Regions from separate parts of the Mus musculus genome. Here all the other regions are linked to region 1. A link is a contact called in public HiChIP or PLAC-seq data. All regions are on one chromosome and are shown on one strand. Each heading gives the region's core, a stretch centred on a gene start, on an enhancer-like site or on the middle of the called end of the contact. The rest is flanking DNA. Distances are from core to core; before and after follow the strand shown. Region 1 holds the start of Trim47 (tripartite motif-containing 47). Region 2 holds the start of Exoc7 (exocyst complex component 7). Region 3 holds the start of Smim5 (small integral membrane protein 5). Region 4 overlaps Sap30bp (SAP30 binding protein).

Region 1 (4,029 bases), core at 1,201-3,700:
AAGCTGACTGAATCCGCCTCTGGAACCTGACCGAGGTTGTGCCGTGCCTTGCTTAGGCGGCTGCGCTGTTCCTCTTGTCTACGCAGGTCACCCTGGGACCGGCCCAACATTGTGGCCTCTCCCTCTTCGATGAACCCCATCACCTCGTTCTGGAAACTCTGAAGGGTGGCTGTGGCCTCGGCAAACATCTGGCTCACCCTCTCCCGCTCTGCCACAGCTGCACTCTGCAGGAGAGAGCAGAGGAGACAACAGTGAGGGCAAAGACCGGGCCTGCCCGCTGTCTCCGTCCCTGACTGCTTGTGCCCACCCAGCCCCCACCCAGCCCCAGCCTGCTCTGGGTCTGAGCCAGGTTGCAGGAAACAAGGTGTTCCTGCTTAGTGGGGACGAGCACGTCTAGAGTGGGCGGCACCACAGTGAGAGCTTGTGGTGATTTCAGAGGCCTGCTTCAGGGGTGCACAGGGGGATTGGGGTGGGCGCGGACCTTGATGAGGGCCACAGTACGGCGGGACTGTGCGATGCCGGCACCCAGTTCATCCATGCGGTCCTCCGCAGCGCTCAGGACTTTGGACTGCTCCACCTGTGGACCAGGTTTTGTGAGATTGGTGTCTGTCAAAGGTCCCCGGAACTGCATCAGATCTCAGAATTTGGGGGGCTAGGTAGTGACATTTGTGAATGAAGGGAACGGAAATGGCCGTGAAGTCCCAGAATATCCCCAAGGCAGCTCTGGCCCAAGCTGGTGCCATTTCCAAATGCCTGGCAAGGAAGCAGGTTGTGGGCATATGACAACCTGTTGACCAGAGAAGCCAGTATAGGGCCACCTATGATTCTCTATTTGGGATTGTTTTCCCCCTGGGGAAGAGGCAAAGTGTGAGAGGGTGGGGTAGGGTGTGACGTGACGGAACCAGAAAAGAGGACACTAAATAGTCCTGGGGATTAGTCTCAAAAGAGCCTTCACCCCCAATCCAGCTCTGAAAAATGGGGATTCCGGGCAAATCCCTCGGCTCTAATGAGTCACAGCTCCAGGCAGGAGAGGCGGAAAATCCCAAAGCCAGAGGCGCCAAGACCGGGATGGAGGCCAAAGGAAACTGGGGGTGGGAGGTAGCGGGACACTGGGCACATGCTCCCCACGGCCCCAGAGCATTCGGACAGAGGAGATCTGTGTGACCAGCCCAAACTCCGTCGCTCTCCTGGTGCCCGCCACACCCATACAAAGTGGCTGACTCAATTCAGGACGAATCTGAATTGAAGAGGGCATCAGCTACGGGGCCCCGCCCGCACCCAGCGACTCCTGACCCCCACGGCTTCTGAGGGCCTAATGCGGATCCCTCTCTCGCTTTACACTTACACTAATCTAGCTAAAGCGCTCTCTCTCTCTCTCTCTCTCTCTCTCTCTCTCTCTCTCTCTCTCTCTCTCGGCTTTTTGCCACTCTTTCATCTTACTAGTCCCTCCCGACTCTCTTTCCATCCACACCAGCCCCAGCAAATGACAGTGTAGACCGGAAGAGGTTGCAAAGATTCTCAGGCTAGAGGAGGAAACTAAGGCAGAGCCTATTGAGTCAGAGAGATGAAGCCCATGTAAAGGCAGGAGGAGAGAACCAACCCCACAAAGTTGCTTCCTTCATCTCCATGTGCACAGCCATAATGATAAAACAAATATATAACAGACACACCCGGATAAGAGTGAGGGACTAAATAGCTCTAGTGTCCCTCCTGTCACCCATCTCCACGTGTCGACTCAAGGTGCCCCACCTCCTGAAGCGCGCGCTCCTGCTCCAGCGGCACGAGCTCGTGGCCGCGATGGTCCTGAGTGGCACAGGCCTCGCAAAGGCACACACGCTCCACGCGACAGTAGCGCTCCAGAGGCCGCAGGTGGCGCGGACACAGGCTCTCCTCAAGTCGGCGCAGCGGGGGCACCAGGCGGTGGCCGCGCAGGGCGGGGCTGCGTTCGTGGGGGGCCAGATGCGCGGAGCAGAAGGAGGCGAGGCAGGAGAGGCAAGAGAGCGCGGCGGGCAGGGCGGCGCCCTCGGGGCACGCGTCGCAGCGCACCGGCTCCTCACCCGCGGGCCACTGCTCCGGCGCGCAGGGAGCCGATGGTTCCGGAGCCGGAGGTGGTGCGCTGGGCGCGGAGGGCTCGGGCGTGGCGCCCCGGGTCGATCCTGAAGCCGGGGCGGACATGGGTCCCGGGACCGAGCCCTGGCGGAGCTGCAGCAACTCGGACAGCGTGTGGTTCTTGCGGAGCTGCAGGCCGTCGGGGAAAGGCTCCTGACAAAGTGGACAGCGAGCTGGACCTCCGGAACCACCGGTGCCGCCCGCGCTCCGGTGCGGCCAGAGAGCGCCCAGGCAAGCGAGGCAGAAGTTGTGGCCGCAGGGTAGTGTCACCGGCTCCCGGAGCGGTTCCAGGCAGATGGGGCAGCTGAAAGGCCCGCTGCCGTCCATGGCTCCGCCGCTACCCGGGCACCGCCTGTGCTGCTCCCGCCTGGGAGGGACCTGGGACGGTTCGCGCCCGGCACCGCCCCTTGGGACCCTGGCCAAGGGTCCGGCCCCCTCCTACCCCTCCGCAGCTCTGCTCGCCCCAGCGCGGCTCGCCACCGCCGCACCCACCGGTCAGCAGACGCCGCGAGGCCGGCCAGCCCTCCAGGGGAGCACGACCCTCTTGAGACTTCTACCCAGCGTGGGCGGAGGCGGTGGGACTGCCAGAGGATTGTGAAAAGGAGAGGACCCGGAGCGAGAATGTGAGGGGATTCATGGGGAGGAGGCTGAGAGGACATTCGATCCTCCATCCTCTATCCTGGTCAGCCAGGTGCCATGGTGGGCGTGCACAGCCATGTAGCCAGCGCCTTTCCCTCCAGACCCCTCCCAGGTACAGTTAGCCAAGTTCCCTGAGTTGCTGACATACAGAAAAACTTACTGCTGGTATGTGTCTGTTTTGACCTCTTAGCGACTGTGTTTACCCGCGCTGGGGAACTTAGCCTTGTCTAGATCTGAAATGGGAAGCTGACATCACTTGACAAATCCCTTGTCTGAGGAATTTACTTCCGTTCATGGATACTCGCGGGTGCCTGTAGTTCCCCAAAAGGAGACACTGGTTAAGGCCTGCCCAACTATGCATTTAGAACAGTGCGTCTAGTTGCAAGGACTTGTGCTTGAGATTTAGTCTCTGTATGTAGCCCAGAGTGACCTAGAACTCTTCATCCTCCTGCCTCAGCCTCCTGAGTGCTGGGATCACAGGCTTATGGCTTCTTCGTGTTGTTTCTGGGATAGGTCTTTCTTACATAGCCTTGGTTAGCCCAGAGCTTATGTTGGCCTTGATTCCCATGCCTCCACTTCTCCAGTATTGAGATTCCAGGTGCAGGCCACCATGTCGGGTAAACTGACATTGTAATAATGCAATAATGTTAAGCTTTAAACTATGTAGAATCAAATTGTCAAAATTATTTTAGTAGTTATTTTATATGCGCACACTGTTGCTGTCTTCAGACACACCAGAAGAGGGCGCTGGATCCCATTACAGATGGTTGTGAGCTACCATGTGGTCAGTGCTCCTAACCGTTGAGCCATCTCTCCAGGCCCTTATTATTGTTATTATTATTATTATTATAGAGTGGAGCCCACAGTTGGTAAAGTGTAAGGGCCTGAGTTAGATTCTAGCCCCTGGTTAAAGGCTGAGCATGGTGTCCAAAACCAAACGAATAAACAAAGTGGGTGGAATAGTGTTGTTACAACCCTCGATAAAAAAATAAGCATCCATGTGCCCATGTGATAGTTACCTGTAACTATCAGCAGAATCCCAAATAATTCCTGTAGGCTCTCCAAAGTGACTCCTTGTCTGTGTGCTAAGCACGATGGCTTCTGAAGGCACCGAGCGAGCGAGCACTCTCTCAGTGGGAACACTGACACAGCTTACCCAGACAGTCAGAGTGATCATCAGCCATGGTCAGCCGTACCATAGCATGGAGTCTTTGATGATGGGATGGGACGGGGTGACAAATGAGCTACCTTGCTCATGTACCTACATGTGCCCTCCCAAGT
Region 2 (3,903 bases), core at 1,033-3,532, 200 kb after region 1:
TAGGCCTGGGCCACCACACCTGGCTTCTACAGACTTCCTTAAACTGTCACATGTCCCTCATGAGACCGAGACAGGGACTGATGTCCATCTGTCCGTCGTCTCACGCTAACCTATACGTTTCTTACCACTTTGTTGAGTTCTGGGCTGTCTGGGCTATTGTCCTGAAAATACTCCACAGCCTTCTGGATTTTGGCCATACTTCCCAGGTACTCTTCCAGCCTACCTGTGGGGCTGGGAAAGAGAAAAGCTGGCTTAGCCTTGGAGGGCAGGGATAACATAGACAGACTATGGCCACGGTCTGCGGGAGAAGAAGAGAACGCAGATAAGGGGCTCCACGCTCACATGGGTTTTACTTGGCTCCATGGGTCCAGGAGACATTAGTTATGTGAGCAGAGCTCTGCATGGAACTCACCCCTCTCGGATGATCTTCTCCGTGTCGCTGGCTACGTGGTAGTAGCTGATAACGTGGTCCAGGCAGGATAACGTCTTCTCCACGTTCTCCTGCAGCCTCTGTAGGTTCTCTGTCTGCTTGTGCACAGGGATGATAGAGTTCTCCAGCTTCATGAGTCGGCTCTCAAAGGACGACAGGATGGACACCTGTGGGGGGGAACTCCTCTGGCTCATGGCTCCCAGGGCTGTCCTGGAAATACTCACAGACATTTCTTGTCTTTTCTTGGTTTTCTAGACGATACACTGCTACCCATAGGAAGGAACATAGTCGACTTGTTTGCTACAACTGCACTCCTAGTCTGGTACACGGCTCACCATAAACTGGTTGAAAGTTCATCTGACGGCAAGAGGAACATTAAGCGAATTCTTCCTTCAAGGAGCTGGAGAGATGACTCTGCTCTTGCAGAGGACTGGTACTGAGTTCTCAGCACGCACATCTGCCAGCTTACAACTGACTGCCTGTAACTCCAATTCCACAGGATATGACAGCCTCTTCTGACCTCTGCAGGCACTGCTCATTTGTGGGACACATACACACATGCAAACACTCATGCACATAAAATAAATTTGCTTATTTGCAAAAAGAGATAATCAGGCTGGAGAGCCAGCTCAGCAGTTAAGAACACTGGCTGCTCTTCGGAAGTCCTGAGTTCAATTCCCAGCACCACATAGCGGCTCAACCACAACCATCTATAATGAGATCTAGTGCCCTCTTCTGGCATATGGCCATACATACAACCAGAACACTATACATAATAAATTTTTTTTTTCAATCACCTCAGGATAGATTCCTTTCTACCCTTGAAAGTCAAATCTCAATTTCTGTTCTCTCTGAAGTTTTCCTAGACTGAACAGAAAGTAGCTTCCTCCAAAATAGTTGCAAATATATTACTGTTACCTCAAACAAACAGCCAACCTCTTTCCCTAAGGGCAAATCTCATTCAACAAGTATTTTATTACTGTGTAAATACAAATGCAAGCACTTTTAAAGCATCTTACTGTATACCAGACACTGGGAAGCATGCATAGACTTCCTCCACGGACACACTGGGAGGCTGACATTGTCTGCTTTACCAGGTAAATTAACCATAACTCAAGGCCTACCACCAGGAACCACATAGTAAGCTGTAGGACATTGGGTAGATCTAAGACGCATTAACTCTCTGAGATGGTTTTGCTTCCAAAGCCCCTGTGACTTCGCTGCCTCGCCTCGCTTGAATTTGACAATGACACGGGGCCAGTACCAGGCCATGTACAGGATATCACGAAATGTTTGCAGAAGGACAGACAGTAACAGGTATAGGGCAGCGGTTTCCTCGGTGATGGGGTGGAAACTGGGGTGCAGAGATACCCATCGCTGCAAGATATGCCCACTGTTTACTACCCACGCTGGAGTCCCTGGACAGGCGCAGGACACGTCCATCACACGCCCCTCCTCTGGGGCTCAGGAGCCTGGCGGCAGCCTCCCAGCTGAAAGGCTACTCACCATGTTCCTAGTGAGCTGGTCGCTCTTCTCCAGGCTGTCTCGGATAAACGACAGCGTCTCCTCCTCCTGCGAGGGGCAGAGAGGAGGACATCACCACAAGCCGATGGTGAAAGGCGACCACCAGCACCCAGCACCCAGCACCACGGCCTACGCCTAACCCTATCTCCCCTTCCACCCCGGTTCGATGCCCCTGAGCGCCTTTCCTTCACTTTCTCCCCAGCGTCACCTGCTTCAGTTTGTCCTCGATCTCCCGCCGCCGGGCGGAAGCCTCCTGCGGGGGAATCATAGCAGCGGACAGCGCTGTCCCCACTCCCCGCTGTTTTAGCTCCAAACCCTGCTCGGCTTCCGTCCCTGTCACGCCCACTTCCTCCCTCGGCCCCGCCCCCGGACGCTTTCGGGGGCGCCATGTTGGGAGTGGCAGGCGGAAGTGTGTTCCTGCCGGAGCTCGCGAGCGGGCTGCGGGTCGACGCCATCTTGAATGTGGCTGGAAGAGCCGCTCACCTGAGGCATACGTGGGTCTTTCCTCGTAGCCAGAGGCTGGTTTGCTCGCTCCTTTGAAAGACAGCCCCTTGCTGGGAGACTGAAGCAGGAGGCCATTCACGAGTTCGAAGCCAGTTTGGATCACATAGTAAATTCCAGGCTAGCCTAGGCTACAGAGTCAGACTTGGTCTCCAAACCAAAAATCAAGCAAACCAACATTATACCTGAATTTTTTTTAGATCGTTTTGGCTGCTCTGGAATAGGTTATGTAGACCAGGCTGACTTCTGCCTACCGTGGGCTGGATTAAAGAAAGGTGTGCTCTGCCAAACCCAGCTCACCCAAGAAAAAGCAGGGCGGTGGCGGAAGGCAGGAGGTGGAGGCTGGCACGGAGTGGTATATAGGGTTTACAGTTCTCTCCCTCCCATGTGTAGGACCCAGAGGGATTGAATTCGGGTGCCAGGTTTTGTGGCAAATGCCTTAACCTGCTGAGCTATTTCACCAGCTCATGATTTATTTGTGGATTTTAACATGGTGTATAGATAGATGTTTCGCCCATGGGTATGTATGTCTGTGCCGTCACTTGCATGCCAGGTGCCCTGGAAGACCAGAAGGTTATCTGATCCCTCTGGAGCTGACATTACAGTAGTGAGCTGTCTGTCATGTGGGTTCTGGGAACCCTAACCCTAACTCAGGCTTCCTGGAAGAGTAAGAAAGAGCTCTTAACTGCTGAGCCATCTTTCCAGTTAGCTAAACCCTAATTTAGGATAAAAGCGCTGACTGAGGAGACAAATTTGTTTTTGCAGATCATATCTTAACGGTTCAAGTCTGGAGACTGGATTCCACACAGAGTGGCTTACAATGGATACTTCAGAACTTGTGGGATCCCACGTGGGTTTAATAACAGAGACACAGAGACATCTGTATAGTATAAGGCTGTTTGCCTGTTTGCTGGGGCAGTCCCTCAGCTAACCCTCCAGACTCAACGCGACTTCCCTGCTACGAGTCCCTGGCGTTCTCTCTGCTCAACCTCCCTGTCCTGCTCAGTTCTGCTTCTGTCTCTCTCTCCTCCTGCCCCGACTCCAACAGTCAACTCTAGTCCTCAAAGGCCACACGCCTTACTCATCCAATCTGAGCCAATCAGCAACGGACAACGCCTAGTCTGAGCCAATCAGCAGCAGGACAACACCTAGTCTGAGCCAATCAGCAGCAGGACAACGCCCGGTCCATATTTCTGTGTTGTCTTTTGGCTTTGGCAGCTTTTGACCTTCACCAGGCAGCTTTCTTTTTAACAGGCTAATCTCAGAGAAACACCTTTGTGGCAGGCAAGGAAGGACAAACACTTACATATAGAAAGCAGGTAATATCGGGCTTGGGAGCTGGCTCAGTGGTTAAGAGCACCAACTGCTCGTCTGAAGATCCTGAGTTCAAATCCCAGGAACTACATGGTGGCTCACAACCATCCCTAACAAGATCTGACTCCCTCTTC
Region 3 (4,198 bases), core at 41-2,540, 210 kb before region 1:
TCTGAATACTGCTTGCGGATCTGACCCCACACAGCAGGCTACTGTAAGGAAAGCAAATTGCAATGCCACCTTCTAAAGAAGTAGGGTCCCTCCAGCAAAGTGAAGAACAGCCCTAAAACTGCATAGAAGTGGCAGGAAGACAGCTGAGACAGCCACTGGGGGGCGCTCTTGCAGCCAGCTCCCACTAACACTGAATATACACGACAAATGTTCCCTCTGCCTGTACAGTGGTGGCCTGTCCTGTCTCTGAGAAGCTTTGGCATCTAGGCACTGTGACCATATGGTTGTCTACACCCTGCCCCAAGCCCTGGCTCACTGGGGTTTTGTGCTCAGATTCAAAGGGCTCCATTGACTGCAGAGCTGAGGTCAGTCCTCCCCCTGCAGCCTGGTCTGCTGGTGGCAAGACCGACAAACGTTAATGGGCCAACAGAGCTGTCATGCAGACAGCTGAGCAGAACGAGACCAGCAGTGACCTTTCTCTTAGAAGGACCCAAGGCCCCTCACTAAAACAAGCAGGCTACTTTTCTTTCTTTCTTTTTCTTATTTACTTATTTTTTGTTTTTTTCGAGACAGGGTTTCTCTGTGTAGCCGTGGCTGTACTGGAACTCACTCTGTAGACCAGGCTAGCCTCGAACTCAGAAATTTACCTGCCTCTGCCTCCCAAGTGCTGGAATTAAAGGTGTGCACTACCATGGCCGGCGCAGACTACTTTTAGAGTATCTAGGATCCTCATCTTCCCCCCAGATGCCCCTGGGTAGATGGCAGAGTACCACACCAGAGGGCTGCTTGAAAGCTTGCTGACGTGCTTGGGTGATCCTGTAGCCCGGTTTTCTTTCTGGCAGAGGGCAGAGAGAGCAGCCAGAGTGTGGCCCAAGAGACAGACCAGGGTGGTCAGGGACACAAGCCAAAAAGGCCATCCAGAGGGTGCTGGGGCACCCAAGAGCGAGTCACTCCACCCTCTTCCTCTGGCAACCTCAGACGGAGCCCCCCGGGGTTATTTCCACAGGGAACCACAGCCAACCACTTCTGTCATTAGCCCAACCCCAGCCCTCCGCCTACAGCCTACAGCCTACAGCCTGGCTCAAAGGCAGGAGGAGGGCAGAACAGGAGGAAGAATAAGAGAGGGAGCCGTCTGGGGATCCAGAGAGCAGAGTGGACCTCTAGGCAGGGAAAGGCATAGGGCGTGAAGGGCAAGTCAAGCTCAGGGGAGGACTCCCTGGGCTCCTCCTCACAACTGTAATTTGACACCTAGATCTCCAGGACAACCAACAACAAAAAAGCTGAAGCGATGAGGCGCTGAAGCTGGACAGCAGCTGGCTGTCAGCAACCGGGAGCTAGCACCAGGAGGTGCCCGAGTGAGAAGCAGCCGCCTAGGCAGGAAAGTGGCAGCGCTGGTGAAGAAGTCAAAGGTGGTGGCCAAAGGACTTCCAGGAGGTACATAGAGGCTCTGTACTGGGACACCTCTTCGAGGCTCCCCACTATCTGAGCTCCCAGGTAAGAGACACTGGCTAGAGGTGACAGGATCGGGAAAGGAGGGCAGCCAGGGTCTCGTATCTCTGGCGAGGAGTCACAGCTTAGCATGAGCTCGGAGAGGAACGTCTTGGGGGATATATTAGGCCACTCTCCTATGGGAATTTAGTCACCTCCTCTGTGTGTATACCTGAGTGCTCTTCCCCTGGGACCTGGTACTAGAGAAGGGGGATGTACTGCTACTCGGTGTGTGGCACAGGGGCTGGGGGCTGCTGGACACATCCATTTAAACCTTTTCTATTCAGTGAGTTTAGGATATGGCCCCCAATCTTGCTGAGCCTCCATTTCCGAAAGGATTAGGGCTGAGCCCTCCCTGGTTCTCAAGAAGGCTCAGGACAAGGTGTGCCCAGCCTGCTGAATGGCCTCTGGCCCCAGGAGCTGGTAGAGCCAGCAGCAGAACTGCCTACTTGGATGCTGGACAAGAGCAGCAGCTTTCCTGTCTTTTGGAGTTCTGACCTGCTCACCGCTGTGTGCTTCCGGCTCAGGATCATCCTAGGGAGGAGTCTCTGCACCCACTTAGATTACCAGGACCCCTGATCCTCCTTTGGCAATGATCTCTGAAAACTGAGCCAGGGATATGCACCCTAATTCAAACCCCAAGTTTGGAAAGGAGTTTGTGACTACATGAATGAGTTTGGAAAAGACCCCAGAGTCTCTTCCACACTAACTACTGTAATGGTTGCCCCCAGACAGCTCTTCTCTTCAGTCCTTGTGCAGGGCAAGCACAACCTTCTTGGGCAGGGCCTCACGAGAGGAGGCTGCTAAGCCCTTCTGCCTCCTGTCCTCACACTGGGGTTCAAGTCCCCGTGAGACGTCCCTTCCAAAGCAAACACACTGTTATCCAGTAAGAAAGAAAAACATCATTCAGTTTTGGAAACCAAGGGGAGGGCCGAGAGTCTCTTTGGCTCAGCAGAGGGGGTGCACTCTGGTTTGTGTGGGACTGGGAAGCTAACTCCTGTGGTAATACTAACAAGTGTGCAACAGAGGGACTGCACTGCAGCTGAGCCACATCTGGGACACACAGGCTCCAGCAGTCCCTGAGCTCAGAGGGAGGCCCAGCTTCTATGGCTGCAGGAGAGGAGCTCGCTTAGTTTCTATTGGCCACCAGAGCAGGAAGTTCTCTCCATTGTCTAGAAAACTTGGGGACCAGGGCAGCAGAACCACCAAGGCTTCAAGCACCCACTTTTGACTCCAAACCGGAGCCCCAGCACTGATGGAGTTGCTCAAACACTCAACAGGCACAGTGGGCATCTCTGCCCTGCTGGTTAGGCTCTGACCTCTCAGGTCTCTCACATCTGTTGGTTATGTCTCATTCGAGATGCTCCTCAACGGACAAAAGGGGCTGAGAGCCCCCATGACTCTTATCAGGCACAGACACGCTGCTTGCCCTCATCCGTGTGGGGAGCTGGAGTTGGATGATCAAGTAGACAAGGAGGAAGTAGAGAAACTGTGGGACCAAGCTTCTGCTGTCTGGCCTACAGGACACTTACTATATAGCAAGAACCTCCATGTCCCATGCCACACCCAGGAACACTAATCGGTCCCCCAGCTCGGCCAGTTTCCTTCTCTGTTGTGCTAGCTCTCTGATCACTGCCTGTGGAGCATCCACAGAAGGTTCCAAATCTGCTGCACAAGCGGCCTGGGCACCAGTGGGCCTCAGTGGCAGCCAAGCCTGTTCTCCCTCCTGGACCAGAGAAAGCTACCATTTGTTCTACCAAACATAGCATTAAGAGAGACTCTAGTTCCCCCAGGTTTGGGGCATAAAGTCTGGTTTAGAAGTAATTGGACAAACCTGGGACTGATCGTTTTGGAAACACAAAATTACCAGTAGCTTTGCTTGGCTTCACCCAAACCTAGGGTGTATCCAGTCAATGGGGCCCAGCTCCAGGGCTCCCTCTCCCCCTGACCACGGCTGGGGAGCAAGGTTATATTGGGCACCGAGTGTCTGTTGGCTCTGCTTTAAATAGCCCACTGGGAAGATGCCTGGAGACCTGCTGGAATGTGCCTCTTTCCTCTTTGGAGAACAAGACCCCTTTGCTCCCCCCTCTGAGATGTGCTTGTTATGTTGGGTCAGAGCTTAAAATAACAAAACACTAACTGCCAAGCAAAGAGGGTTCCTCTTCAGCCCTTTGAGGGCAGAGAGCCATACTCTGCAGCCCCGTTTCTGCTGGTAACACAGACAAGAGCTAACGCCCCAGGTCACATCCCAAGGCTGGCATAGGTGGCCACGTTCCACCGAGCTTCCAGTGGGGATGACTATAGAAGCCCTGGGCACAAAGTTATGAGGCTGCTCACAATAGGTGGTCCACGTTCTTACAGAGAAGAGCTCAGGTGCCCGGGGCACAGGTCTGCAGTTCTCCAACTCCACAAGCCATGCATAATGCAGAGAGGAGTGGGGAAAGGCACAAGGGAAAACACGAGAGAAGCTGGGAGTAACTGACCAACAAAGCCTGACTGCCCTGCATAGCAGGCCCAGCCCCAGCCTCCTGCCTTCTTCCTGCTCTGGGAATTGACACTGCTAGACCCTTCAGCTAGGCCTAGGGTCCCAACCCCACCAACCCTGACAGAGCTGGTGCTTCTTCCCCCCCTAACCGCCATTTCTCTTTAGGTCTTAGGGTGTGGCACACAAGTGAGAAAGCTCTCCTGACCACCAACTCCTGCCTGCTTC
Region 4 (3,833 bases), core at 542-3,041, 150 kb before region 1:
TTAAAGATTAGTGTATGTAGCATAGACTTGCCTTAAAACTACGTAGCCTAGGCTGGCTTTGGACTGTCTGTCCTCTTCCTGTGTAACCCAGGCTGGCTTTGACCTGCTGGTCCTATACTTTAGCCTCTCATAGATCTAGTATTACAGGAACTGCCATGACACTCTGCTTCTGGGCTGTGTGTGTGAAATAGCGTTACTGAGATGTAATTCAAAGAGTAAAAGTGTGCCATTGGTGGATTTGATAGACATTTGTATCTGTGATAGCCGTACCAAACAAACATCTTTTACAAGGGGAACACCTCCACTTTCCTATCCTTCCTAATGGTTCCTGGTGCTCAGGTCCCCTGTGCAGGCGGTGTCTTCCTTCAGTCTCAAGTAAGACTTTATTTATTTATTTACTTACTTACTTATTTTTGGTTTTTCGAGACAGGGTTTCTCTGTGTAGCCCTGGCTGTCCTGGAACTCACTTTGTAGACCAGGCTGGCCTCGAACTCAGAAATCCGTCTGCCTCTGCCTCCCGAGTGCTGGGATTAAAGGCGTGCGCCTCCATGCCTGGCAAGATGTGATCTTGATGGAAGTTCAGCCCTATTTTAACAGTTTCATATAAATGAGGCTTATTGACAACCACTTGGGCTGGGTCATTGTGTTATGAAGGCCTTCCTTGCGTGATAGGATGCTTGACAGAGTTGCAGCCTGCCGATAAGTGTCCCTTTGAGAGCAGAGTTGCCCCAGGCTGAGCGCCTGGTGGATCATTGCTTTCCTGCCTGGCTTTCCCCTTAAGCAGGTTCCTTAGAGGTTGCACGCACACTGCTGAGAATAGGTGTTCCTTTACATTTGTCTGTTTTGACGAAAGGACCTCTCGATGTAGCCGACATAGTCTGTTATTTGCCCTCTCGTGGCGGGCACAGTGCACTGTCACCTGCGTAGGGTGAGTACTCTTCTCTTTGAGGAGTGGGTGGTAAGTCAACTCTTCAACAGGATGGCTTTCAAAGGACTAGCCAACTCACGGGCTTCTCCAGTGCTCTAGCTCCTGACAGCTGCCTGCCCCACGGGCCTGGAACAGTATTGGGTGTAGTCCAGGGGTCTTCAAATCACTCAGGAGCCCCTTCTTACAGCCAGTTAAGTATTCTGCAAGTGTCCTCGGCCCCACTGGGCTTTCTGTCCCTGTTCCCCTGCCGTAGTCTGAGTCCCTGGAACTAGCTACTCTGCTTAGGTTCCCACCTGGTGGCCATGGATACTGCAGATGTTTTCTGACAGAGGCGTTAGCAGGATGTGACTCATGCTGACAACAGGCTTTGTGGATAGTAAATGGAGCTACCCCTAGCATAGCCAAGGCATAGGCACTGTGGCAAGTGTCTGCGGGCACACTGCTGACACTTCCTGAGATGGTTAGGGGCTCTGGCCGCTCTGCAGAGCAGCTGTTCTCTGTACTGGGCACATTCTAGGACTCAGGGAGGAGGCACTCAAGTCTGTCCTCAAGTCTCTGAAGTATACTTTTATTTTGTTGTCCAGCATATGTCACCTTCTTGTCACTTATTTCCCAGGAATACTCTTGTTTCTACCCCAATTTATGAGGCTCCCTCCTCCTCCATACTCTCTGTCACTTATGTCCCAGAGGGTGGGGGGTTGCTACAGTAACCGTGGCACACCCTGTTTTTCTAAAAAGCTTTCCTGGCAAATGGCAAAGGGCATTCTTTGTCTGTGTCACGTGCACATATACCCTCTGTGGCCCAGCGCCTGCCAAGCCTTGGTTTTGTTATGAATGTTCACAAAATGCCCTAGCCAGCTCTTTCCACCCGCTTCCACTCTGGGCTGGCCTCTGCAGACTGAGCTCAGACCTAGACCAACGTCTTACCCCAGGGCTAAGAAAAAGGAAGAAACCAAGATTTGGCTTGACTGCCTGCCAGAGCTGGGTAGTGCCCTGCCTGAGGGCCAGTTGGGAGGTGGCAGAAAGGCATGGTGCAGCGGCAAGTGTGTATCCTATCCCCCTTGTGGGGACTGTTCTCGACTGCAGTTGCATCTCAGGCCACAGCATGACCTTTGATCTGTCGCCCAGCCTGTGCTCTGGGTGTGTCTAGTTAAAACCACTGACATCTACGAAGCCCAGGCTGTACTTATGCTTTAAGACTGCCTCAGGCCTGACCCCTGGCCTCAGTGTGTTCATAGTGTGCACAGGCCCGATCCACAGTAACTGTCCTGGAAGTCATTAGAGTCTCCAGGGTCTTGAAGGCCTTGTCTTACTCAGCACAGGGATGGTAACTATGCAGAGATCAAAGCACCTTATCTGCTAAGAAGAAAACATTAACCCATGCTGGGTGCACAGTGCACACTTGCAATCCCAGCCAATCGAAAGGCTGAAGCAGGAGAGTCCCTTCTAGGCCAGCCTGGGGCCCTAAATGAGGGGTTTCCCCCTACACACACCTAGTTTTTCTTTTTTGTTTGTTTGTTTTTCCCTTTTGTTTTGTTTTAATCTCTTAAGACCTGGAATTATTTTAGAATCATGACCGTAGGGGAGGCTCAGCAGGTAACACATTCTGCTCATAGACAGGACCCATGTCTGGGGGTTACAACCTCTGATAAATGTCACCTCCAAGGGATCTGATGCCTCTCTGGACTCCTAGGGTACCACACACAGACATGCCTATAATTTTTAAAAAGTAAAATCTTAAAAAGAAAAAAAAAAAAACAGCCTTGGACTAGAGACCAGGAAGACCATGCCACCCTCCGCCTTCCCCCAGACCCCCACCATGCCACCCTGCACCTCCCCTAGCCCCACCCCCGCCACCCTGCGCCTCCCCCAGCCCCCCCCCCCCGCCATGCCACCCTGCGCCTCCCCCCAGCCCCCTGCCATGCTACCCTAAGCCTTCCCACAGACCCTCTTCAGCTCTCTAGAGCTGTTCCTAGGACAGGCTTAGAGAAGGGCCTGGCACACAGTAGGTCCCCCTGCTGGGCTAGATGCTATTGGTGGTGGCTTTTTGGTGCTTGCCTTCCTCCTGCCCCACCCTGTGCTGTCTGCCACTGTTTGCACATTGTATGGTTCTTTTCATGAGGAATGTTTCAAAGAGCATGACAGAATCTTACAACAATCAGCCCATTGTCTGTGTGCTCCAGAGCCGACTCTGAGGTCCTGGGGTGGCCGGAGGCTGTCAGGGAAGGGAATGGGGAGAGAGGAGGCGAGGCTTGGGTGGGCAGTGTTCTGAGGGGATTGATTGCCCTCGGGAGTTGTGGTTCTTGTGTCAGAATCAGGCCTTTTGTTCAGGTCTTTTTATGCACAAGCTATTTGGGACCCAAAACCTTAACACAGTTTCTTATAGCCAAGGCAGGACAGACCCAGACCAACCGGAAAGGGCAGTGCCAAGTATGAAGCTGACACATGTCTCTAACAGCTCTGAGTTCAGTGTCTTCCACATTGGCAACCTGAGATTGAGCTTAGGCAGGACTGAATTTATACTGTAGAAACTGGTAAATGCTTTGGATGGTGGCTCCTCCCCTTTCCCTCCCCCAGCGCTTCTCCAGGCATGCTCTTTCCCTAAAAGTCAGTCTCTGGAGCTTGGTAGGATGTGTTATTTACATGTGTCCCCTCCACCTCAGCTTCCCTTCTCCCAGGTTGACACGTAGCTGGCCATTGAGATCAGCTCAGGGAACACTCTCCAAGAAGCCATCGGCCACCTCCCCTTCTGCTTTCTGCTGAAATTGCTTTGTGCTTGTGCTTTTATGGCCCCTGGCCTTTCCTCTCAACACAAGGTTCCCTCTGCTTTCTCAACAGCCTCCTTTTCTGAAAGGGTTCGCAACATGTCACCCGATGAAATCAAGATCCCACCAGAACCGCCTGG

What was found. HiChIP or PLAC-seq counts read pairs in DNA pulled down with a chosen protein or histone mark.
Region 2: an HNF4G HiChIP or PLAC-seq map of pancreatic cancer cells shows a contact between it and region 1. The contact joins the promoter of Exoc7 here to the promoter of Trim47 in region 1. A contact is called at or near these places in 5 of 39 promoter capture datasets (the HPC-7 cell line, cranial neural crest, embryonic stem cells and 2 more), 1 of 15 datasets of contacts at CTCF or cohesin (large pre-B cells), 4 of 484 Hi-C or Micro-C datasets (Th1 cells, embryonic stem cells, natural killer cells and 1 more), 6 of 115 datasets of contacts at active chromatin or transcription factors (embryonic basal ganglia, embryonic midbrain, embryonic stem cells and 2 more) and 2 of 9 other capture datasets (adipose tissue and liver).
Region 3: a contact with region 1 is called in a FOXA1 HiChIP or PLAC-seq map of pancreatic cancer cells. The contact joins the promoter of Smim5 here to the promoter of Trim47 in region 1. A contact is called at or near these places in 5 of 39 promoter capture datasets (the SN4741 cell line, frontonasal cranial neural crest, neutrophils and 2 more), 2 of 484 Hi-C or Micro-C datasets (the G1E-ER4 cell line and differentiating embryonic stem cells), 1 of 115 datasets of contacts at active chromatin or transcription factors (pancreatic cancer cells) and 4 of 9 other capture datasets (adipose tissue, liver, macrophages and 1 more).
Region 4: a FOXA1 HiChIP or PLAC-seq map of pancreatic cancer cells shows a contact between it and region 1. The contact joins the enhancer-like site here to the promoter of Trim47 in region 1. A contact is called at or near these places in 1 of 484 Hi-C or Micro-C datasets (pre-B cells), 1 of 115 datasets of contacts at active chromatin or transcription factors (pancreatic cancer cells) and 3 of 9 other capture datasets (adipose tissue, liver and pancreatic islet).

What each region holds. Positions count from the first base shown.
Region 1 is chr11:116,107,785-116,111,813 of GRCm38.p6, forward strand. Trim47 (tripartite motif-containing 47) reads right to left here and starts at 2,451. Exons shown (of 6, transcript NM_172570.5): 1 at 1,750-2,451; 2 at 482-577; 3 at 1-224. The coding sequence starts at 2,436.
Region 2 is chr11:116,304,452-116,308,354 of GRCm38.p6, forward strand. It overlaps Exoc7 (exocyst complex component 7), which reads right to left and starts at 2,283. Exons shown (of 20, transcript NM_016857.4): 1 at 2,163-2,283; 2 at 1,937-2,002; 3 at 413-597; 4 at 126-231. The coding sequence starts at 2,222. It overlaps Gm26730 (a long non-coding RNA gene), which reads left to right and starts at 2,413. Exons shown (of 3, transcript XR_389166.1): 1 at 2,413-2,730; 2 at 3,221-3,774.
Region 3 is chr11:115,898,849-115,903,046 of GRCm38.p6, forward strand. Smim5 (small integral membrane protein 5) reads left to right here and starts at 1,291. Exons shown (of 3, transcript NM_183259.3): 1 at 1,291-1,494. All of the region lies in intron 7 of Recql5 (RecQ protein-like 5), which reads right to left.
Region 4 is chr11:115,953,595-115,957,427 of GRCm38.p6, forward strand. It overlaps Sap30bp (SAP30 binding protein), which reads left to right. Exons shown (of 11, transcript NM_020483.3): 5 at 3,767-3,833. Among named protein-coding and RNA genes, the nearest start is that of Gm39474, 13 kb to the left of the region's middle. Within about 2 kb of position 1,792, at least 176 of the 459 cell types and tissues checked have an H3K27ac peak or open chromatin away from gene starts, as enhancers often do. A contact at or near this core is called in adipose tissue and pancreatic cancer cells, where this site is marked.